2 separate regions of the Salmo salar genome follow, and region 1 is linked to region 2. The links are chromatin contacts, called in public Hi-C maps. All regions are on one chromosome and are shown on one strand. Each heading gives the region's core, a stretch centred on a gene start, on an enhancer-like site or on the middle of the called end of the contact. The rest is flanking DNA. Distances are from core to core; before and after follow the strand shown.

What was found. Hi-C and Micro-C count contacts between places; a contact is called where the count stands out from the background.
Region 1: a Hi-C map of gill shows a contact between it and region 2, with 2.5 times the contacts expected there. The contact joins the promoter of LOC106600826 here to the promoter of ttc7b in region 2. A contact is called at or near these places in 2 of 3 Hi-C or Micro-C datasets (gill and muscle).

The regions. Positions count from the first base shown.
Region 1 is chrssa01:35,504,387-35,507,345 of Ssal_v3.1, reverse strand. LOC106600826 (serine/threonine-protein phosphatase 2A regulatory subunit B'' subunit gamma) reads right to left here and starts at 1,685. Exons shown (of 12, transcript XM_045694748.1): 1 at 1,677-1,685; 2 at 1,241-1,273; 3 at 951-1,040; 4 at 935-949; 5 at 688-800; 6 at 542-593; 7 at 250-309. The coding sequence starts at 1,685. prorp (protein only RNase P catalytic subunit) reads left to right here and starts at 1,566. Exons shown (of 8, transcript XM_045717297.1): 1 at 1,566-2,959. The coding sequence starts at 2,125.
Region 2 is chrssa01:35,368,336-35,371,411 of Ssal_v3.1, reverse strand. It overlaps ttc7b (tetratricopeptide repeat domain 7B), which reads left to right and starts at 1,346. Exons shown (of 21, transcript XM_014193280.2): 1 at 1,346-1,548. The coding sequence starts at 1,428.

The DNA of each region.
Region 1 (2,959 bases), core at 436-2,935, 140 kb before region 2:
TCACTGAGAAAAACATGATGTCACAGTGAATAAGAAAACCATTTACTGTAACCAGAGATACTTCACAAGAGGTTGGTTCCTGCCTCAAGGTCATAGTACATATCATCTTTCACATCTCTGAAAGGCACAAATGGGCAACCTCAATTGGAATCATGAGAAAGTAAGGAGGGAAGGGATATCCCTATTTCAGTAAGGAGCCAACAACACAAGCTTTTGGTCTGAAAGTATAATAGTAGGTAGAGAGCTTACAGACTCGCAGAGGTAACCCTGTCCGGCCATGTCATGGAGACTCAGCCCTAGCTGTGTTTGCTAGGGATGGGGGAAAAGTGTGACACCAATCAGGCCCCCGAGGACTGGAATTGCCCAGACCTGCTCTAAACGCTCTGCAACGTGATGTAAAAGCTGTTGAATTCTGTTTAGTTGTAGTTAATTCTTTTGAAGCAGAGCGGCAGAGCGAAAGGCCTATGAACTACATCTTCCGTTTAAGAATGAAATGGAACTCAACAGCCTTTACATCATGTTGAATAAACCCCTAGCTTACAAATACACTATGTCTCATCATCACGGCATTCATGTCGCCTTTTAACACCAGCCTTTGGGCTAATGTGAATGTACACAGAGGTAATTCTGCTCAAGATTAGCACAAAACTTTGTGGCTCCAAAACGACTAATATGCAGAGTACTCACTTGCACTTTACTCCTGCTTTGTCTCCAAAGTTCAGAAAACAGTCATAGCTTATCATCGCCTCATCTCCTGTCATGGATGACACTTGGTGTTTGTCCAGCAGAAACCACAGGATCTATATAACAGAAAGAAGATTTTGGTAAAATAATTAGGTTTGATTACTTGAATAGACTTATGCACTTTTCCGGTGCTTGTAAAGCTTTCTATTTTAATAAACATTTGTTTGATTCTGCCAGATGTTAGTCTCACCTGTAACTCCTCATTTGTTCAGAAGCTCCAGGCTCTTCCTCTGCAGAAAGATGGCTCTGGACTCCTCTAGCAGTTTCTGTCTGAGAACTTAATCCTCTGCAGGAAGCTATATGGGTCACAAAGATAAAAGACTTCATTAAACATGATCCTTTCAGCCCCTCAAAAAAGTAAAACAGAAGCAGGCTAATGATAGAAAACGTCAATAATATCATAATTATTTTAGGCTATAAAGCTGTTAAAAAATTGTTGATTAGTTAAAATGTTTAGTTAGAATGTTAGAGATTGTCAGAAAATGCAATTGCTTGCCCTGTAGTAGAAGCGTGGAATGTTCTTGTAGTTCTGTGCTCTTTAGTAAAGAGTATTGTCTCGTCTACTTTCTTCTCCTCAGCCCTCTGATCTGAACAGAAATTGATAAGTCAACGTAACAGGTTGACACAATAAGGCTGTGTGAAGGTTCAATCATTGAAATACGTGGGTAGATGGCTAGTGTGGCTACCTGTAGTTAGTTATCTAGCTGAATAGGTACTTCTTACTCAAAAATAAAGAAGCAACGTTAACTAGCTATTCAGGTTTCTATGAAATTTGCCTAGCTAGCTAGTTAAATAAACACAACCAATATATGGATGCAGCAAACCATTCATGGAGGATGCCAATCTTCTTTTCAAAAGCTCTTTCCAGTGCACTAACTTATCGTTTGACATTTTACTTCTGTTTGTTCGTAATAACATGAAAACTAGCAAACCAAAGTCATGATAACTTCTTAACTCCAGCGTCTCTAAAATCTCTAAACAATCGTAGCTCGCTTGGGATTGGTCGGCTATCGACGTGACCTCTGAACTGAAATGTCACACGATTGTGACGTCATGATATGCGACTTTCTGATCACAGGCATGCCTTCTTCTGCAGGTGAATACTCCGTAAAGTGTTATTTAGCTACATTTATTTAGCCAAATTATCATCCAAAACAAGTGCATGTAGATATTGGGTCTCCGGACTCCTTATCGAAATAATAAAACCGGCAAGCTGGTTGTTTGTTTATAGGCAATGTCAATTAAAGTCTCTAGCTAGCTAATTAGTTTGAACCTCGTTTCTTAAAGTATCCCTGACTTCACTTGACTGTTTTTTTTGTTCAACACAGACATGAGACAGCACATCTGACAGTGTACAGTAGTAGTATATTGTTACTAACTATGAGCTCCCTCCTGATATTAAAAACAAGAATATGTCTGAAATACATTAGCCCACTCTTTAATCCAAGCACTGCTGGCTTTACTCCCCTGAATAATGTGATTAGCAAGCTATCAGTTAGTTCCAGACTTTTATGCACTAAAGGAGGGAGTAGACATGCAGGTAACAATAGGAAAGAGGACAGACAGAGGGAATTCAATATCAGAGAGAGGCTCCCTTTTCCCAAGTCAGTGTTTGCTGCTGGGACAGCCAAGAGAACTGCTGAGTACCAAAAGAAGAGGGCTGAGGAGGAACCAGACTTCCCCAGAAAGAACAAGAGAGTGGAACCCCCAGACCACCCTCTCACTGCCTCAGAATGGAAGAGCCTAAAATTGACTTCACCGAATCCTGATCGCTTTGACGTCCGGATGATTTCATCAATGCTGGCCGATGGGACAGACATCAACGTGGCCAAGTCCCTGCTGGCCTATGTTGCCATGGATACCGGTACGCTGTCTTACGAGCTGCTACTGCGGTACCTCACCCTGTGTGTCGGCAGCGGCCACCACTCTGAGGTGTTTGACATGTATGATATCATGAGGAGCCGGTTCAGGACATTAGACACTGGAGCCTCCAGCCTGTTCATAAAAGGCTTCAGCAGGACAGAACGCTGGAAGGAGGCGCTGACCATTCTGGAGAACATCAAGAGGGCTATCACGCCATCACCGCGTAACTACGGCGATACCATCGCTGGGGCGGTGCTGCATGGTGACGGTGACACTGCTTGGGCCCTGTATGCTGAGCTGATGGAGAAGGGCCTCATTCCCAACCAGGAGACATGGCAGGCCCTGTTCCAGT
Region 2 (3,076 bases), core at 97-2,596:
TTTCTCCTCATCATTATTCACGATTCATTCAGGACTATCCGTAATTAAATTAAAGCTGAAAGTCTGCACTTTAACCTCATAGTCATTGTATAATTTAAAATCCAAAGTGCTGGAGTACAGAGCCAAAACAACAAATGGTCACTGTTTCAATACTTTCGGAGCTCACTGTATGTTCCAATGCCATCTTTAGTGGGCAAGATAAAAACAGATATGGAGAAAATGAATTTCCAGACTCTGATTTTCTACAGGTTTGCCTCAACAGTAGCTCAAAGCCATAGCTTAAATGTAAAATATAAATGGACCAACACTGTTAGATCTATAGAAAGTTACAGTATATCAGCCTCCAATGTACTGTAACCTTGCCAAATATCCATTATTCTCTCTTGCCATACCCGTCTCTGCCAGTTCTACTTGTATTTTTTAATCACCTATTACATTACTGGTAGGGTACCTGAAATGACTGTCTATATCTTTAAGTTGGCTAAATGTCTTGCACCTTCCAATGTAGTATTCATTTGTTTCTTGCCGTCTGTCTTAATGACACTCATACTGCACTTTGAGATGCTGTGTGTTGCCTAGAGCAGAACCAATATGTGTCTTAAAGATGTAGTCCAGGATCTTAAGTGGATGATGTAATACACAATTGTGCACAATTTTCAGGGACCTGTTTGGTTCATGAGAACTAATTTTAAAACTACTGGCTCAAATTATACAAAAGCTCTGGAGCATCATTTTAATGTACAAAATAAAGTGGGCCTGCATGTTTTAACCTTTTATATTGAGCAGGTTTTACTAAAGATATGCCCCTAAACCATAGAGAGCTGGAGTAGTTTGGAGATTCCAATAGATAAAAGTTCTAGCAATACAGTCTACCACAGCCAGTTTCTCCTACCTAAACAGCCAAGTGTTATTATTCATATGACTTGGGTTAGAAGGCTTTTTTACTTGCCCAAACTCTACTGCCAAGAATAAGCTCAATATTTTAAATGTGTATTGTAGGGCACTAATGTGAATGTTAGTGTGAAAAGAATGAACTGTTTTGTTCTTAAAACTTACTTGGAAGGGATATGTTTGGAAGCAAGATTTCAGCATGTAGTAAAGCCTTTTGGGATAAAGTATCAATATGAATGTGTGGTATTAAAGTATTTCTATTTCATCATGACTGCCTGGTTGTACATTGTAAACATTAGAACAGTTGGCTAAACACAACAAACATGGTGATATAATACATAGCTATGAATATGTCCTTACATGCATTTTTGAAAATGGCAATAAAACCTGAATAAAAAAAAACATTGACAGTTCAACATCTGACAGATGTGAGAGTGACAGCTACCGGGGGTGTCGCTGTTTCCATTCCAACCCGTACCGCAGCTGATGATTCGTGGCTGTCGTGTTTTGGTCTCTGCTAACGCCGGAGTCTGAAGATGACAGCGAGAAAGTCTGGGTCACGACTCGAGACCGAGATAGAACGATGCCGTTCGGAAGGGCAATGGGACAAGATACCAGAGCTTGTACGGCAGTTGTCTGCCAAACTAATATCAAACGGTAAGAAATATGTCTGCGATTCGTGATTTACTTTTGCTCTGCGGTTCATTCAGCGATTTGGGGCCTGGACAGGGAGCAGAATCCAAGGGCTTTCTTAACCACGTCAACGTGAATGCAATTTCCATTGCGAGTTGGTTCCAGCTAGCCAGCCATTTCTAGGTCATCTGTAAAAACGAAATAATTATCTTGAAAAACCGTAATGGCTTATAACTATTTATCGAAAACACCAAAGCTCATTTGAGTGTGCATACGCGCTCACTTCCTATTTCTTGTTTTGACAGTTTTCTGTAATTTAAACCAGGGCTAGCCAGCCTAGCTACCACCGTGTGCCTAGCTAAACTTGTCTTGGGCAGAGAGTATTCCCGGCGCTATGCATACTGGTTGAACGTTCTCACCCAGGAAAATGTTGTAAAATATTTCACTGAGCTAGCTAGCTGTCTTACCAGTTGCATAAGGTAGACTCCATAAACATTGTTTAAGAATCGAACGTTACTTGTACTCCTGGCTGCATATCAATGACATCATAACATCGGGGCGACTAACTACTTAATGAAATCAACAAAAACTCAATTGAAATCTTTGAGCAATGAGTATCCCTCAAGGAGGGGAGAAATATTTGCGTTCTTGGCAGATTTGGGTTCCGTTGGTCGTCACTAGTTACCACAGCCACAAAGTCATGAACCTGCCTATTTCTAAAATGTATCTTCTTAAAATCTAATTTGACACCTAATCTTAACCACACTACTAACCTTATTCCTAACCCTAAATGAAGACTAAAAAGCACGTTTCTGTTTTCATAGGTTTTACGATATAGACAATCTGTACTTTGTGACTGTGGTAACTAGTGGAAAACCTGTAAGCAGGAAGTCACTGAGATGGTATGATGATGTCATATTGCTGACTTCACCTTGAAATATGTTATTTTGGAATTAATGTATGTTTGTTGATGTAAATTGACAGGCATACCTATGTCAGTCAGACCAGAGGGTCTCACTCTCCTGTCATGCATAATGGGCCAGTTAAACTCATAACAAACTGGATTAGCCTACAAGTCACCTTAAAATGATAAAAAGTGTGGCATTGAGGGGTTGAATAATACTACTAATCTTGTACAAACCAAGGCCTATAATCTTCTTCTAGTCTTACAAACATTGCACCACACCAGGCTTCTCAATGTGTAGTGAATTGTCTTTTTGCATCAAGGAGAATGAGAGAGTTAGCCTGCCCAGTTCCAACCAGCAGTTTTGGTCCTCCCAATTTAGAGCTCGCCAATTTGTAGTCCTTATAACCGGAAATGAGTTACTTCTGGTTCGTTCAGCCATTCATATGGGAAAAGAATAGGGTTTTAGGATCAATGGCGAAAATAAGGTCTGAGGTTAACACAGGCTTAGGAGATCTTATACGTTTTGTTCTTTGCTATAGTATGTCAGTTAACATGATATTCATGAATAATGAAGCCTTTATGTGCTTTGTTTTTTTTAATTTGATTACATACAGTAAATGCTTCATAATTCACAAAGTGAGGTTT